Regions from separate parts of the Rattus norvegicus genome. Here region 2 is linked to region 1. Evidence: chromatin contacts called from public Hi-C data. All regions are on one chromosome and are shown on one strand. The core of a region is the stretch at or near the end of the contact, and the rest is flanking DNA. Distances in the headings are between cores, read along the strand shown.

Region 1 (3,968 bases), core at 959-3,458:
CTATTTGCGGGGCTGGGGATTTAGCTCAGTGGTAGAGCGCTTACCAAGGAAGCGCAAGGCCCTGGGTTCGGTCCCCAGCTCCGGAAAAAAAAAGAACCAAAAAAAAAAAAAAAACAAAAAGAACCAAAAAAAAAAAAAGAAGCTATTTGCAATTGGTATCTGGTGGGAAATGGAAAATCTATTTTCTCCAGTAGAGTGTCATTGGGTATATAAATCATACTTCAAGACAGGCCAACATAAAATAGACTCCATGTTTTTGTGTACGCTTTTTGTTTTTTCTTTATTTTGATTTTTTTTTAGAGAGAGAGAGCATAATGTTGGGGTGGAAAAATATGAACAAAGTATACTATGTAAAAAAAATGGAACCACAGCTCCAACTTTTGTATTTCAGGGAGAAAAATAAAAGCAAAGAAGAGTTCAATTAAACAATTCATATATGAAAAAAGAGAGTTGCTTTATTTACTTTTCTGCCTTACACCATTTAGGATAAATGAGGAGCCATTGAAGGAGTATTAAAAAGTAACCTTGTGGGTTAACTGAAGTTCTCTGGGAGGAAAAAAGCCACACATACAGTGAACTTTGTACATGGTTGATTAACTGATTAAGTTGTGAGTGTAAATGGGGGAGTTCAGCTTTTGCAGTTCCAGAGCTGAATTATCTTAAACTATCTTAACCCTTACCCCACCCAAAATGGTGATGCATTGTTCAACTCTGCGAGTGACCTAAACCTTCTTCCGGGTATTAGGTAAGTTCTTTTGGAATGTGTGCAGATGCTCAGCTTTCCCTGACCTAAAGGCAGGGAGGGAATGCCGTTAGATAGTATCTGAAGCCCACAGCTGAAGTTTCTCCTGTTTGCTCTAACGCCTACCCAAGGCTTCCCCCAGTGTCTTTTAAAAGTTTCCTGATTTATAGTTCTCTTTGTTTTGGAGCTATAAAATTTTCATGAGGCTGGTTGGGTAAGAGGCTTATCTTACAAAGGAACTTGTGGCATAAGTCTGGGGACCTGGGTTCAATCCACGGGAATTCAAGTAAAGGAAGGTGGAAGGAAAGAAGTAACTACACAATGTTATCTTCTGATTTCCACTTTTCCCCCTCTGCGCACATGTCACGCGCACACAAGTTAATAATAAACAGCAGCAACAACAACACCAACAAAACCCCAGGAGTCTGTTACCACATTGCAACATAGAACTTGGGGTAACCTAAAGTTGTGGACCTTGGACCTGGTCACTTATCTTTGATTCCAGAATAAACCACTTTTTAATTTATTTTGAGATGAGTGCTGTCTTTTTTATGTTCTCATATGGAACCATTAAAAATTGTGTTTCCGGCCTGACATGGTGGCGCTTGCTTTTAATCCCAGTACTTGGGAGGCAGAGAGAGAGAGGCCGATCTCTGAGTTCGAGGCCACCCTGGTATATAGAGTTCCAAGACTGTCAGGGCTACACAGAGAAACCCTGTCTCAAAATATGAAAAAAAAATCTTGTTTCCAGAGTATTTAATAACAACAGAAACTACTTGTGATATAAATGACAAAGTAAGCAATAAAATTATAGAATATGCTCTCAAATGTATAAGATTATAGAACAGATATATTAATAAGGAATCAGCTTAATAAACATTTTGATTTTTGCCTAGTATGTACGACTAAAGTTACTTTTGTTGTGTTTTTATTTCACTCAGTTTTAGAAAAACAAATACCAGCATATTTCCCTTACACTTCGAAAAACATACTAAAAAATCGTTATGATGAATGATCAGGTAGAAAGTAGAAAGGAGAGTTTAAGTTAACATGGTGGATTGTGCATGGTCTTTCCCCAGTCCCATTTCAAATTCCTTAAAAAAAGAACGAAATCGTAGATTTGTTTATACAATTTCTCCCACCCCACGTATTTTTTTTCTTTCTTTTCCTCTTTTCTTTTTCTGCTTGTGAGGAATTCCTGGAAGATAGAAAGCAGATGGAGCCTCAGTGAAGTATGCAGTTGGGCAGCAGACAGCCTGCAGGGGAGGAGGGGAGCTGTGCTGTCTGGTTCTGGTGGGAATGAACCGGTTGGGGGCCACGGGAGTAAAGGAGAGCGCCTGTGTCAGTGTGGCTGCCCCAGGAGCGGAAGGCAGGACGGAAGCGGGAGGGGTGGAGGAAAGGAGAGGGCGGGCTCAGAGGAGGAGGATTCCCTAAGCAACAAAAATCCCGGTTTCGCAGATTGGCCAAGCTGACAAGCGCTGCCAAGAGCAGGCCGCGCAAAGCGCAAACTGCTGGAAGACGTGCTACTGCCTGCACTTTCGTTGCCGCCAACATCCCTGTTATCTCCGGTCCACGTTAACTGTCGACTTCTTCTCTGGTGCCGTTCTGCGACCGCAGCAGCGTTGACAACAGCTAAGTGGCGGATTCTGGCTGGGACGTGGGCTTGGGAGTCCGGGAAGGCGCCAGGGGCGGACAGAACGAACCCGGGAGCCCGCCATCTCTCTCTAGCCATCACTATTGCAGTCACCCCTCCCTGAAGGAGGAGAAAAGCACTAGTGAGAGGCACTCTCTGTCTCAGTTCCCAGTCAGTTAGCTCGCTTCTGACAAAATCTGAAAAGAGGACTGATACAGTCTCTCAGATCGTGAAAAATATCTGCCATTGAACACTGCTGACTGTTAGTCAGCTTGTTAAGCGAAGGGCAGCTTTACTTCGGCCACAGAAGATCTGAGCCATGTCTCCTCCGACCGTGCCTCCTACTGGGGTAGATGGTGTGTCCGCGTACCTGATGAAGAAAAGGCACACTCACAAGAAGCAGCGCCGTAAGCCCACTTTCCTCACTCATAGGAACATCGTGGGCTGCCGCATTCAACACGGCTGGAAAGAAGGCAATGAGCCAGTGGAGCAGTGGAAGGGAACTGTGCTCGAGCAGGTTTCCGTGAAGCCCACTCTGTATATCATCAAATATGACGGCAAAGACAGTGTGTACGGACTAGAACTGCACAGAGATAAGAGAGTTTTAGCGCTGGAAATTCTTCCTGAGAGAGTTCCTTCTCCGCGCATCGACTCTCGCCTGGCTGATTCCCTGGTTGGGAAGGCAGTGGGGCATGTGTTCGAAGGTGAGCATGGAAAGAAAGATGAGTGGAAGGGGATGGTGCTGGCGCGAGCCCCCATAATGGATACTTGGTTTTACATCACCTACGAGAAAGATCCGGTCCTCTATATGTACACCCTGCTGGACGACTACAAAGATGGTGACCTGCGTATCATTCCAGATTCCAACTACTACTTCCCTACAGCAGAACAGGAGCCTGGAGAGGTGCTCGACAGTCTCGTGGGCAAGCAGGTGGAACACGCCAAAGACGACGGATCCAAGAGAACTGGAATTTTTATTCATCAGGTGGTAGCCAAGCCATCTGTCTACTTCATCAAGTTTGATGATGATATTCACATTTATGTCTATGGCTTGGTGAAAACCCCCTAAATTTATAGACCTCTTTAGAGGTAAAATATTTTATGTTCTCAAAATTAGGTTTTTCTGGGGACAATTTCTAGGTCAAAAGTTCCGGACAGTGGCTAAATCGTATTGTGCCTCCATATCTTATATTGACTATTTCCCAGTTCTGACTCAAGCATATGTTGGTACTTTGGTTCTTTATTTGTTTTGTAATTGAAAATTTAAAGTGGTTGCTAAGAGGGGGAAAAAGTGTTTGGATTCACCGAAACGACTCAAAAGAAGATAAACTCTGCAACGTGTCTTCTGCTCCCCTCCCCCCTTTTAATTCTTCCAGTTAATTAGTTTGAGAATTTGGCATTTTTCTTAGGATGTTTTTCCTGCTCTCTAGCAGAAACTTTGATGTAGTTTTTGCAGAACTGACCTACCAGATGATACAGTTTTTGATAAATGGCACAGTCAGTCTCTGTCCTTCACTCTCACGCTTCCTCTCACCACTGTTCACAGTAAACATAGATGTGCCGAAAAGTATCCATTCTGGTGTTGGCGGTCAT
Region 2 (3,775 bases), core at 803-3,302, 160 kb before region 1:
ACACGGCTATAGTCAGATTCTCTTTATAAAGACATATAATAGCACCCTTTGAAGCCAGAAGTTTTAAATTTTGATGTAGTTAAGTTTAATTTCTCCTTGGTGGCTTGTGCTTTTGCCACACTTAAGAAACCATACCCAAGGTCACAAAGGTGTACCCTTAGTCCTCCTCTGTTGTTAGTCATTGTCATCATGTGTAAATGTTTAATGGTATTCTTCAGTATCATTAGGTATTTTGTTTGTGCTCAGATTTCCAGTTATTTCATATATCACAAATGTGCATCTATTTCTGTGTGTTCAAATTCCACCTCAGTCAACTGAGCTATTTGTGAAGAGATCAATTTATTTGTGAGAAACTGGATTATTGATCTTGTAGCCTTTCATGGTGTACATTTTATAATTAGAATCCCTGTACTGCAGAAACCTCCTTCTTTGGTCCACTGTGTGTTTGGTAATTGATAATTAGATCTAAAAGATTGATCTGATTCAAGCGTTTTTTGTAGTTTTGTCAAGAATCATTCACAAATGATTGCTCTATGGACCAAAATGTGTAAAGTGTGGTCTCATTTGGAGTTTATTCTATCCCGGAGGGCTTGAGACTATTTTTTTATGACCTGTACTCATTCAGAATTTCTAATAATTTAATTAAGATAATGACTGTCTGAGACTCAAAGACTTCTAGAGAATAGCAAACAATTCCCATTCCACTTAAGAGTCCACAGTATGCTCACAGTTCCAAAATTCAGTTTGTTATATCTCTGGCTAATCCAGTCTCTTCTTTCTGCTGTCAGCTATCTGTGGCTCCTAAGGTTATAGGAACCTAAGAACAGGAGAGGGTCTGAGAAGTTATCTATATAAGGGAGTCCTTCTTTCTTGAGGGCCCAGGCAGTTGTAGAAATTACATGTATATTTCTGAAGTTGGACTTCTGGGATTTCACTTTATTCTCTGAGAAGCTTAAGTCCTTATACAACAGAAGGGAGATGGAAGGAAGCTCGGAGAAGTTGCCTGAAAGTTGCACAGCCAAAAAGAAATAGGAGAAATTTTGAACCCTTCTAAGACTTCTAGAGAATAGCAAACAATTCCCATTCCACTTGCTCACAGTTCCAAAATTCAGTTGTTATATCTCTGGCTAACTAGGTCTCTAGTTCAAGACATGTTCCCTTTAAGTATCGACTCAAAGCTATAAACACTGAACAAAGCAATGATTACAAGTAGATTGCAAGTTCTTTGAAAGTTTATATCCGGCAACTTTTTAACCCATAGTTGGCTTTCTTTCTTCATACTCAGCGGGCTGGGACAGTGCATGTTAACTGTAGTGTGAAGAAATCATAATCAGAGAAGGACAGGCAACAACAGCAGAGAAAAGCAAGTAGAACTGGATTGTGAATAAGTTGGTGCCCCTGTGGTTGTGTCCACAGCACTGATTTGTGAGATTTTATTGCTGACCTGCAATTTAGTTTTAGGCAGTGGCCAAAGACACATTTGCTTCCTACAGACCAGAGGGGCTGCAAAGTTATATGCTTCGTTTCTACTTACCAACCTACCTACCCGCTTTTTCTATTCCTTCTCCTTTCTCTCTCTTCTTTATCCTGCCTTTCCCCCACCCTTCTCTTTCTTCACTATATCCTCGATTTCTTCTTTCATTCCATCCCATCTTTCCTTCTGTTTCTCCTTTCCATAGACTTTCTCTGCCTGCCTCCTTCTTTCTCATGCCTGCTCCCCTTCATTCGATTCTATTTGCTTCCTCCCCTCTTTCTCAGTCTTTTTCCTCGTCCTTCAGTCTCTTACCCTCCCTTCCCCCACAAGTTCCTCACCCCCACGTAAAAACTGGCTTTTGGTGGCTCCCGAGGAGAGAGCAGACTCTGTGAGCTTTGGGTTCTCCGATTGGCTGTCGTTGCTAGCACACCAGCTCAAGTCTCGCCTCCGGGCACTGAATGCGCAGCTGCAGCATCTGCTATTGGCTTGTTCTCTTGTCAGCGTCTCTGTCAGAGACTCACGCTGGCGCCCCCAGTTTCTGCGTGAATAAAAAGGCAACCTACCGGCTGAGGTGGGGGTGGGGAGAGGAGAGGGAGAGGGCCAGCTAGGAAAGGCTAGGAAGAGTGGCTGGTAGCCTGGAATCCCTTGAGGAGAGCCAGCAGACAAGAGGTCTTAGGAAGCTGATGAACTAGAAAGAGTAGGGGAGACTGAGACTGACCGGTAGCCAGCTAGGCAGACGGACGCATGCCCGGACAGACAGAAGGCTCTGGAGAACCGATAGGTTCATTTTGCCTTTCCTTTTGAAAAGCAGGATTTTGATTTTTCTGTGGCGCCCAAGAGAGAATGCTGGACTCTGCTACCTTCAGCTCAAGCTAAGATTTCTCAGTTAGGGAAGAAAGATCAGTTCAGTCCCGAGAGGGGGAGGGAAGCAAAAGCCCCTGCCTCCAACCCCCTTCCCTCCCCCGGACCAAACTCGGGGGCCAAACCCAGACCTTCCCTAACCATCTGACTTCCTCCTTTCCTTTTTAGCATGGTGGCTGTATGGACAGTCTGACAGAACAGAGATTGACATCTCCCAATCTGCCAGCCCCCCACCTGGAACACTACAGTGTTCTGCATTGCACCATGACCCTGGATGTGCAAACTGTAGTCGTTTTTGCCGTGATTGTAGTCCTCCTGCTTGTCAATGTCATACTCATGTTTTTCTTGGGAACGCGCTGAATGGAGTCCAGCCACCTGAGCTGTTGCGAACTCTCACTTTGATTTCATCCCAAGAGCCTCTGAGGGGGAAAAAATCAAGAGAGACAGTCTGAGACAGGGAAAGAGAGGGAGAGAAAGAACAAGCTTTCTTACTCAGGGGGGAAAACGTTTTGAGCTTCAACATGGCCTCGCTGTGATATGTATGACGTTGGTATATTATCTCTCCCTAAACCTTTTGTCATGTCTTGTCTTTTAAATATGCCTGTGAGTGTAGTTGCTTATTGCTTGAGTAAAACTGTTGATAAAGAAATGTTTTCTATTTAAGTGTGCATGTTTGTGTGCATTCTCTATGTGACGTTTATGGAGCAAGCTGTGTCCTGTTAAGGTGGCTTCGCTGTTTGTGATGTCTTGTTAACTTATTCTCTAAAAACTACCGTTAAACTCCATTACGGAATTTTAATCAAAATTTCTCTCTTGCTATCAGAATGCATTTGGGTTTGTTTGGGGCTGGGGTTGGAGAAAGGTATTTGTGGAAGAGCATGATGAATTGTTGGCATTCTGGGAAAGTCTTGCACTGGTTGTTTAGAGGAAGAAAAACCTATGCAAGAAATGGATTTATGGAAAATAGTCTTTATATGAGGGGCAAAATTCTGAGAAGTGACACACTGGGGTGCCTTAAGTTGGCACTTATTAACTGTGTCCTTTGAATTTCAATTTTGTTATTCAGGGTTTCCGATTTCTGATTTGGAAAGCTGTCATCATTAAAACATTTGTTAAAGCAGTAAGTGTCGTTTTCTTTGCAATCACGAAGCAGAACAAAAAGTAGTCTTTTATATTTTGAATCAGCAAGAGAGGATTTTGACAAAATGTTTGAGCTCCTTTTCCCAGATATTAAACCCCTTGGTTTGAGTTTGAGGATTTTTTTCCCCCTGTGTCTCACCCAAAAAACAAGATCCAGCTTTTTCTCTAGTTTGGAAATAATAGTGTTCGGTAGTACTCCTTTGGGGTAAAATCATTTGCAGTGGTGTTTGTGAACTACTTCAAATAGAAGTTGCTAGTGCTGATGAGATTTATTTCCTTATTTTTTGCTTGAGAACAGAG

What was found. A called contact is a pair of places that touch in the nucleus more often than the background predicts.
Region 2: a Hi-C map of kidney shows a contact between it and region 1, with 3 times the contacts expected there. The contact joins the promoter of Arhgef9 here to the promoter of Spin4 in region 1. A contact is called at or near these places in 6 of 12 Hi-C or Micro-C datasets (the A7r5 cell line, Schwann cells, frontal cortex and 2 more) and 1 of 1 datasets of contacts at active chromatin or transcription factors (oligodendrocytes).

Annotation. Positions count from the first base shown.
Region 1 is chrX:63,900,667-63,904,634 of GRCr8, reverse strand. Spin4 (spindlin family, member 4) reads left to right here and starts at 2,208. Exons shown (of 1, transcript NM_001401117.1): 1 at 2,208-3,968. The coding sequence starts at 2,695. The coding sequence ends at 3,444.
Region 2 is chrX:64,057,683-64,061,457 of GRCr8, reverse strand. It overlaps Arhgef9 (Cdc42 guanine nucleotide exchange factor 9), which reads left to right and starts at 2,052. Exons shown (of 10, transcript NM_001393743.1): 1 at 2,052-2,874.